2 separate regions of the Pan troglodytes genome follow, and region 2 is linked to region 1. The links are chromatin contacts, called in public Hi-C maps. All regions are on one chromosome and are shown on one strand. The core of a region is the stretch at or near the end of the contact, and the rest is flanking DNA. Distances in the headings are between cores, read along the strand shown. Region 1 overlaps SIL1 (SIL1 nucleotide exchange factor). Region 2 has its middle 11 kb from the start of SIL1.

Region 1 (4,462 bases), core at 1,310-3,809:
AGCCCAGGAGCTCAAGACAAGCCTGGAAAACATAGGGAGACCTCTACAAAAAAATGAAAAAAATTAGCTAGGCGTGACAGCTTGCACCTGTGGTCCCAGCTACTTCGGAGGCTGAGGTGGGAGGACCACTTGAGCCTAGCAGGTCAAGGCTGCAGTGAGCCGTGGTCACACCACTGCATTCTAGCCTGAGTGACAGAACAAGACCCTGTCTCAAAAAGAAAAAGGTGGGTTACATCAGGTCTCTCCTCTGCACCCAACTCTCAACAGCCCCACCTCAAAGAAAATCCCAGGTCCCTTCCACAGCCTCCCCAGGCGGCCCTCCCTTGCAACTCCTCCCTCGGCCTCTGCCTGCTCCAGGCCTGGTTCTCATGGCTTTTCCTGAAGTGCTTCGGCCTGTTCCTGCAGGACCTTTGCCTCTGCTATCCCCTTGTCTACAAAGCACCCCCACGGCTCACTGCTGCGCTCCTGTGCCTGGCCCCTCCTCAGAGGCCTTCCCCACCACTGAGGGGAAACAGCAGTGCCTACCCCTCTTCCCTCCCCACTGGGCTCTGTCTTCCTTGCCTGGCCCTCCCCTGAAGCATGTGTATTTATCATGGTCCAGCCCTCTCCCCTCCTGTCCTACCACTTCCTGCCCTAGAACAGTGCCTGGCTCGTAGTACCCAACCAGATTTGTTGAACAAATGAATGAATAAGCAGCAGCCCAGAGAACACCTGCTAGGATGAGGGCACAGCCCTTGGCAGGGCTGACAAGCTGCCGGAGGACCCGAAATTGTGGATTCTGCAAATGGCCACTCTCTGGCCTTCCTGTATCTTCCCAGGGCCAGAGCCCTCGCCCTGCCTGCCCCAGACTGGCCCTCCCAACTGCCCATCCCTGACTGCTACTCCTGCAGCCTGCAGGGCTTAGCCTGGCCATCACCAGCTCTGGGAGGCCTTTCCTTGGCCTCACCCAGCTCAGCAGACTTCTCAGCTCCAACTGCCTGACACACACGACTGCTCAACAGCCACAGTGTGAATGAAAGAATGAATGAACAAGTGAACTCACAAAACCACAGCTGCTGAGGGATGGGGTGAGGACCTAGGCCCACCACCCTCCCTGCCATCCTCCCACACTAGGGCCTGGGTCAGCCCAGCCCAGGAGCAGGGACCCAATAATCACTGAGGGCCTGTGGGTGTCAGCCCGGCACACCTCTCAGCCCATCCCAAGACAGTGAGGACAGGAAAGCAGGCTCCAGCCCCACAGGAGAAAGTCCCACCTCCCCCGTCACCACTCCCTGCCTCACTTCGAGCCCCGGTCACACTCCTTGACCACAGTTCCCAGGATGGCAGCCAAAGGGAAGGCAGAGAAGGGGTTCCTTCCTGACCTGCAGACAACAAGCCGTGATGAATCAGGAGGCAGAGCCAGAACCCACCCCCAAGCAGCCCAAGCCCAGACCCTGGGGCGCCTCGCCACCCTCTCCCTGGAGGGTCTGCTTAACAGTCCAGAACGAACCTGGATGCGGCCATTGAGGAGAGAGACTGCAGCCCAACTCCCATTCCGATGCTCTGAGTGTGTGAGGGCAGAGTGCACGCAGTCCCACCTCCCAGGCCTCGGGCTCAGCAGCCTGGCGCTGGTCCAGCCCCCTCCCTACAGCCCCCAGGTGCCTGTTCCTCCATCCTCGCTCCCAGAAATCCTCTCAAGAGCACCTGGCCCAAAGCCTCCCTCTGCTTTACAGAATCGCTGCTGAGGGCAGCACACCTGGGGGCAGAGGGGACACTGGGGACTGCAGTTAGGCCCCTACTAGTGGCACTCCTCCCATAGGGACGCTTTCCACACCCCGGGCCAGACCCTGGTGGTCACAGAGGCCTCAAGGGCCAGCCTGGTCCTGACACAGCCGAGCGCCCGGCCTGGCCTCCCCACAAGGCCCCACACTCTCGCCTGTCCACTGTTCCCACTGCCCAGCCTTGGTGCTCACCTCTGAATGCTGAAAGCCTAGAATAGATTCATCCCCAGCCCAGCCCCAAGTCCTCCTGTCTTCCAGCCTCTGCTGAGGCAGCCCCTCTCCCCATCAAACCTCACCTTGCCCCTTTCTCAAGTCCACGCTAGATCTTCCAACACTACCTCTAAAGCGCCCCTTGACCTTGGCCTCATCCAGGCGCTGGCACCTCCTGTCTGAACCCTGCCTGCCCTGTTGTGGCCACACATGCCCAGCCATTTCTCGTGGTCCTCCCTCCGCTGCCTGTCAATTCAACATCATCTCCTTCTTGGCCTCCCATTCAAGCCTCCCACAGCACCATCAGCACCGCAGGCCCACTGCTGCCCCCACAGGCAGATCACTTGGCCTCTCTGAGCCATGATTTCCTCATCTGTAAAATCTACTTCGAAGACTCCTGCGAGGCTGTAAAGGCAGCAGGTACCCAATGGCTGGCAGACTGTGAGTCTGTTCCCCACTCTGCCCTAGCCCTGAGGCCTCCCGCCCTGGGGAAGCTGTTACTCCAGCATCAGCCTGGACTCCTGCCTCCAGCCTGCCCTGCTGGGAGGGGCTCCGTGCAGGCCGTGGCTCTGCTCCAAGCTTCCTGCGTGTCGTGTTGCGGCAAGAGGCGAGCAGGAGAGGGGCTGAGGAGAAGAGCCAGGTGGCCAAGCAAAGGGACTGCAGGGAAGGCCAACTACTGACCCCATGTTTTTCTGGGCCTCAATTTGCCCTCAGCTCAGTAAAACTGAGATTTCTACAAGGAGGCCTAGAGCCAGGGAGAGGAGAGTCCTGCCCCAGACTGGCCCTCCCGACTTTACCACCCGGGGGCCGGAGGGGCTGCCTGGGCCCGCAAGAGCGAGCCTCTGGTGCACTGGGAAAGCTGAGAAACAAACACACCAGAATCCGAGTCTGAAAAGCCCAGAGCCCGGGTTGCCATGGCAACCTGCAGCCAGCTCCAGCCCGGGACTCCGCCAGCCTGGGTGGGGGCCGGGACTCGCCAGGCGCGGCTGCTCCCAGCTCTGAGGCCTCCTCCTTGGGCTTGGCCCTGTTTCTGCTTGGACACAGAAGTGGTGGAAGGCCACAGAGAGGCACTTCTCCCCTGTCAGGTGGGCCAGGCAGGCCTGGGCTCCCCTGGGCTCCCACTGCCAGCTTTCTCCCAGAGTAAGGCCTGGCCCCTGGGCCTCCAGAGTCCAGCACCTCTCAGCACCCCACCCCGGCACCCACTGCTCCAGCACCCATCACTCCAGCAGCCGTCAAGCCCATCAGCTGCCTGGGTCACCACAGCACCAGTGTATGGACAGGCCTCGGGCGCCGGCCAGGTCAGCGGCCTCGAGGCTGTTATGTGGGCACCGATAGAGGGGCAGTGAGATGATTCCCTGCCTTACCTCACAGCTGGGGGGTGCCAGCACTAGTGTGAAGCTTTCTACGTGATTTTTCTCCTTTAATGGCACTCCTGACAGATGAGGAAACAAGCTCAGAGCAATTAAGCGACTTCCCAAGGTACAGAGCTGCTGCTTGGTAAGAAGCAGAGACTTGCAACTCCTGGGCCCAGGTTCCTGCCCTGGAGCCTGTTCCTGGATGCCCTGGGCTGAGCCCTGCACGTCAGCAGAGCCCATCACCCAACCACTCACCTGACCCCCCGGCCACAGGGCTGTGCCCAGTCTACACAGACACACAGCAGAAAGAGGATGGCCTTCAGGTTTCCATTTAATGGCCAAGCCAGCACTGCCAAGATGTCCTCCTGCCTGAGAAGCCCACCCACGCTGGCACCCCTCAGCCTCACTAGCGGCATCCCAGTCCAGTCCTGGTGTGGGGCCTCATCTCAGCTCCTTCAGCAAGCTGTTGACAGAGCCCAGCAGCTCCTGGAAGTAGCCCTCGTCCTCACCATCCTGCAGCTCCAGGCTGGCCAGCGCCTGGTACTCAGCCTGCAGGCTGGCCAGTGTCCTGCCGAGCTGGGGGTCCTGACGGTAGCGGTCCCGGCAGGTGGTCAGGAGGACGCCCAGTGTCTGCAGCACCTTCTCACGGGCATCATGCTCGGGCAGCGCCAGGAGGTGGGCCGTGATCTCGCACCAGCCCTGTTCCCACAGGCCTGGCAGGAGGTGTACCTGGCGATACTGCTGCAGCTTCTCTGGGGACATCTCCTGGGTCAGCTCAGCCTCCTCCTCGGCGAACATCTGCCACCCGCCACAGCCGCAGGCCAGGTAGGGTGGGGGTGGGGAGAGAACACACAGGGAGCAGTTAGCTCACACCTGGCTAGCTCTGCCCTTCAGACAGGAAGGTACGAGGCTGACCCCTGAGGGCCCACCTCTTCCTCTATCCCCAAGTCTGTCTATTCATTCATTCATCCACCAACAGAAACACTTGTGTGGTGCCAGGTGCTGAAGAAACCACGATGGAGACACAGTCTTACCCTCAAGGAGCTTAAGGTCTAGCAGGAGAATAAAAATTAACTAATTCCCAAATAGCATAAACGTAATCTAACAGTGCAGCATGGAGGCAGACAGGCTGGCTTC
Region 2 (4,462 bases), core at 713-3,212, 190 kb after region 1:
AACTGTAATAATAACTCCGCCATGGCGGAGACAGAGAAATACCCCAGTGCCACCCCTTCCCCCAGCATTCAAGTATACTATCTGGGCATCCCAGAGGAAAATTAATTCTGTCAAATAATAATTATAGTCAACATTTATAGAGAATTTTCCATGTTGCAAGCAAAGTATTAAGTTCATTTACTCTTCACGACAACCCTCTGAGGTGGTTCCAATATGCTGCTCATTTTACCCATGAGGGGACCAAAATTCAGAGAGGTTAAGTAACGTGCCAGAGTTCATGCAGCCACAGAGCAGTAGAGTCAGAATTCAAAGCCAGTTTGGCCCCAAAAGCCATGCTCTTTCCATAGCCGTGCTGTCTCTCGAGGGGTCTGTGAAATCAGCCACAGAAACTGGACTCATCATTTTATTTGTTCTGCAACAGTATAAATAAAAAGGCACATTTTGTGTCAGGACAGAAATTTTTTTTTTAATTTTATTATTATTATACTTTAAGTTTTAGGGTACATGTGCACAATGTGCACGTTTGTTACATATGTATGCATGTGCAATGTTGGTGTGCTGCACCCATTAACTCGTCATTTAGCATTAGGTATATCTCCTAATGCTATCCCTCCCCCCTCCCCCAACCCCACAACAGTCCCTGGTGTGTGATGTTCCCCTTCCTGTGTCCATGTGTTCTCATTGTTCAATTCCCACCTCTGAATGGGTGCTGGGAAAACTGGCTAGCCATATGTAGAAAGGACAGAAATTTTTAAATGAGCCTACTGGGGCCCTCTTGTGGAAAGACCCACCTCTACCATGTTCTAGTTTCTGCACCACACACGAACACACACCACACACACGTGCACACACACACATACCACACACAGGCACCTTGATTACTAAATGCCCTTGGCACAGACCAGCCAAGGCATAGGCACAGGCATTCAGGAAGAAGAAATCCCTTGACTCAGATTGCAGCCAGGCTTCCTTTGTGACTTGATCCCTTAAACTCCTATCACTCAAGCTTCCTAGCTATACACGAAGCAAAAGCATCCCTGCTCCCCTTCATGGAGCCCAGTGCCAGGCACACACACACATACACACACACACACACACACAAACCACAACCACACACACCATGTATATACACACACCCAACTGTCTGGCAAGAACTTGACACCTCGCCCCTCCATGCAGAAAATACACAAGACAGAAGTATTTCTACATGGCAGACAAAGACGGAGTCGTCTTTGGTGAATGGGGCTTGCCTAAGCATACCAGCAGTTGACCAGATGAATCAGAGGAATACTCAGGTCCTAGTCTGTACTTTCCAGTAGGTCCTAGACTGTAAGCTCCTAGCAAGATACAGACAAGGGGACCTACCCCTTATACCTGATCCTTGACCCTGCCTGAGGTACCGGGAGTGATCAGCCCATGTCTGATAACAACCAAGGTTACAAGAAGCTCCATTCCCTTCCAACCCACTCCAGTGTAATAGGAAGAATGCAGGCTCTGGATTTTGAGCCAAGTCTCCCCTACTAGCTGTGTGACTTTGGGCCAGATGCTTAACCTCTACAAGTTTCAACCCCTTCATCTATAAGGGGACTTGATAGTAACTATTTAGTATGACTGTCTATATTAAATGAGATGACATAGAGCATATAGCACAGTGCCTGACACAAAATGAGGGCTCATAAAGCTTATAGCTCTCACTACTATTATTAGAGAAAATTCTGAGCAAAGAATAGGATAAGCAAAAGCAGCGAGGGCTTCACCCCCATACAGAACTGTCTTCTGTTCTGACAACCAAGCCCCTCTTTGGAGACTAGCTTCCCTGAGCCACAAGTCAGCCCACACACCTGGACTATACTCTGGGTGGTTACAGACACATTTCCATTGAAACCTTTAAGCGATGCTGGCTGGCTCTGCATCAGTGCCAGCTGACTGACATCAAACACTTCAGAGTCCCGCTTCCTGATGACTCAGGCCTGTCTCCAAATTCCTGCTGCCACTCTCCTACCTCTAAGGGGGAGTCAGGGAGAGTAGGAACAGCCGGGGCAAATGCAGCTGACCTAGACTGCTGGGACCACTGTAGACAGATGCAGCTAGCATCCGGGGACTAAGGGTCCCAGGGCTTTTCTTCCCTCCCCTTTTAAAATAGTAACTGGATCTCCTGACAGTATGTGCGATGGGCTTTCTCTATAGCCTGCTCCCAAAGAACACCAGGGACTTTCACACCACAGTCATCCAGATACCACGGTCAGGGTTCGAGGGGAGGAGAGATCAGAATTCATCTTTCCTTTCCCCTGCTGTCTCTAAGCTTCCAGAAAACATCAGAGCCTCTTAAAGGGGCTAAAATAGGGAAGAAGGTATGATTTCCAGTCCATAGTTCTAAAGGAACTATCTGCTAACTGGTAAGTACAATTTGTTTGCCATTTCTATTGCAAGCATTCAGCACTCACACTCTAAAAGCAAATACCACACAAAGATAATTTCAGCATTAATGTCAGTTCCTTGAGCACACTGGGCACCATACTATGGAACATAATATACAAAAGATATTGTCACTTGCCTCAGGTGGATGATGTCCTGTTCACATTCAGTGGATAATGTGGCCTTCCACATCTTAGTCTCAGACAGCATAATTATTAAAAAGAAAAGGCCAGGCGCAGTGGCTTACACCTGTAATCCTAGCATTTTGGGAGGCTGAGGCAGGTGGATCACATGAGGTCAGGAGTTCAAGACCAGCCTGGCCAACATGGTAAAACCTCATCTCTACTAAAAAAATACAAAAACTAGTTGGGGCCGGGCATGGTGGCTTACACCTGTAATCCCAAAACTTTGGGAGGCTGAGGCAGGTGGATCACCTGAGGTCAGGAGTTCAAGACCAGCCTGGCCAACATGGTGAAACCTCATCTCTACTAAAAAATACAAAAATTAGTTGAGGCTGGGTGCAGTGGCTCATGCCTGTAATCCCAGAACTTTGGGAGGCCGAGGCAGCTGGATCACTTGAGGCAGAAGTTCAAGACTAGCCTGGCCAACACGGTGAAACCCCGTCTCTATTAAAAATACAAAAATTAGCCAGGCGTGGTGATGGGTGCCTGTAATCCCAGCTACTCGGGAGCCTGAGGCAAGAGAATTGCTTGAGCCTGGGAGGCGGAGGTTGCAGTGAGCTGAGATCGAGCCACTGCCCTCCAGCCTGGGCGACAGAGCAAGACTCTGTCTCAAAAAAAAAAAAAAAAAAAAAGACACTAATTACAACTTTGTAATAATGAGCTAGGCAATAATTAGGGTACTCCTTAAACTAATTGGGGAGCCCCAAGAAAATAGCATTTACTTACAGAAACACTTAGCAACAATACGAGGATGGGTCACCAAGCACAGGACTTGCTACTACCATGTTGGTATCAACTATGTCTTCCAGGTAAGTCAGCAACTGAAACATTTTATTTTTAACATGCCCGAGAGCCCAAGACTATTTATAATACCAGATCCTTAAAAACTTGAAAGGGAGATGAATTTTAAAATGTACACATTTACATATGTGGGCAGAAACACAAAAATCAGATGCCTCTCAACACAGCTCAGGGAGCCATAACTCACGGCTTTCACAATCCCACCGAACGCCCAGAGAAAATCCGGGCACCTTCTACAAGGGATGGTAGGAAGCTGGGTAGGTAGCCAAGAAACAAAGAAACCTAAACTCAGCACTTGGCAGGACAATTAAGGAGCAGAGGATTTTAAATGCATTGTTTCTGACTCTAAATATGGCTACATTTATTACCAATTTGGGATCAGAAACCACATTTAGTTCTGTCATGACCACATGCTAAAAATATTAAGCAGAGTATTGCCTAGGGAACAGCAGTTCTCCCTGCTGCGGCAGCTCCACTTCAGAGCCATCTCTGCCATGGTCACAGGGTTTCCATCCTGTGCTTTGCTGAGAGCACAGTTACAAGCAGAACTGACACTGTCCTGCCAAGACGTCCCCCCGCATTTTAGAAGGCAGCAATAGGAACCAGAGCTAGGGACTGCACAACCTCCTCATCCTCTCCAGGGCTGTTTTAGGTGTCAGTGAAGCTCTATTTCATAGGCCTATAACTAGAATCCTTCTGACTGGGAGCTCCACAGTGGGAGGGACAATTGTCTGTGTAACATACCGCTGTCTCCTCATTGCCCAGCACTTTTCCTGGCACTCAAAAAATAGCCATTGATTTAATAAAATCAATAATCTAAAAAGAACCATTTGGAAGAGTACAATGGAAAATAACACTGCCATTAAAATAGGTAAAAATATGGACTGTGGTAATACATAAAAACAGGTGCTGGCCAGGCACAATGGTTAACACCTGTAATCCCAGCACTTTGGGAGGCCTAGGTAGGAGGATGACTTGAAGCTAGGAGTTCAAGATCAGCCTGGGCAGCAAAGTAAGACTCTGTCTCTACCAAAAAAAAAAAAAAATTTTTTTTCATTAGTAGG

Evidence for each region. A called contact is a pair of places that touch in the nucleus more often than the background predicts.
Region 2: a contact with region 1 is called in a Hi-C map of stem cell-derived neural progenitor cells, with 2.3 times the contacts expected there. The contact joins two enhancer-like sites. A contact is called at or near these places in 1 of 7 Hi-C or Micro-C datasets (stem cell-derived neural progenitor cells) and 1 of 1 other capture datasets (stem cell-derived neural stem cells).

The regions. Positions count from the first base shown.
Region 1 is chr4:136,668,027-136,672,488 of NHGRI_mPanTro3-v2.0_pri, forward strand. SIL1 (SIL1 nucleotide exchange factor) reads right to left here. Exons shown (of 9, transcript NM_001280399.1): 9 at 3,639-4,123. The coding sequence ends at 3,767. Among named protein-coding and RNA genes, the nearest start is that of LRRTM2, 70 kb to the left of the region's middle. Within about 2 kb of position 2,560, at least 18 of the 24 cell types and tissues checked have an H3K27ac peak or open chromatin away from gene starts, as enhancers often do. A contact at or near this core is called in stem cell-derived neural progenitor cells and stem cell-derived neural stem cells, where this site is marked.
Region 2 is chr4:136,860,124-136,864,585 of NHGRI_mPanTro3-v2.0_pri, forward strand. No RefSeq gene overlaps it. Among named protein-coding and RNA genes, the nearest start is that of SIL1, 11 kb to the left of the region's middle. Within about 2 kb of position 1,963, at least 6 of the 24 cell types and tissues checked have an H3K27ac peak or open chromatin away from gene starts, as enhancers often do. A contact at or near this core is called in stem cell-derived neural progenitor cells and stem cell-derived neural stem cells, where this site is marked.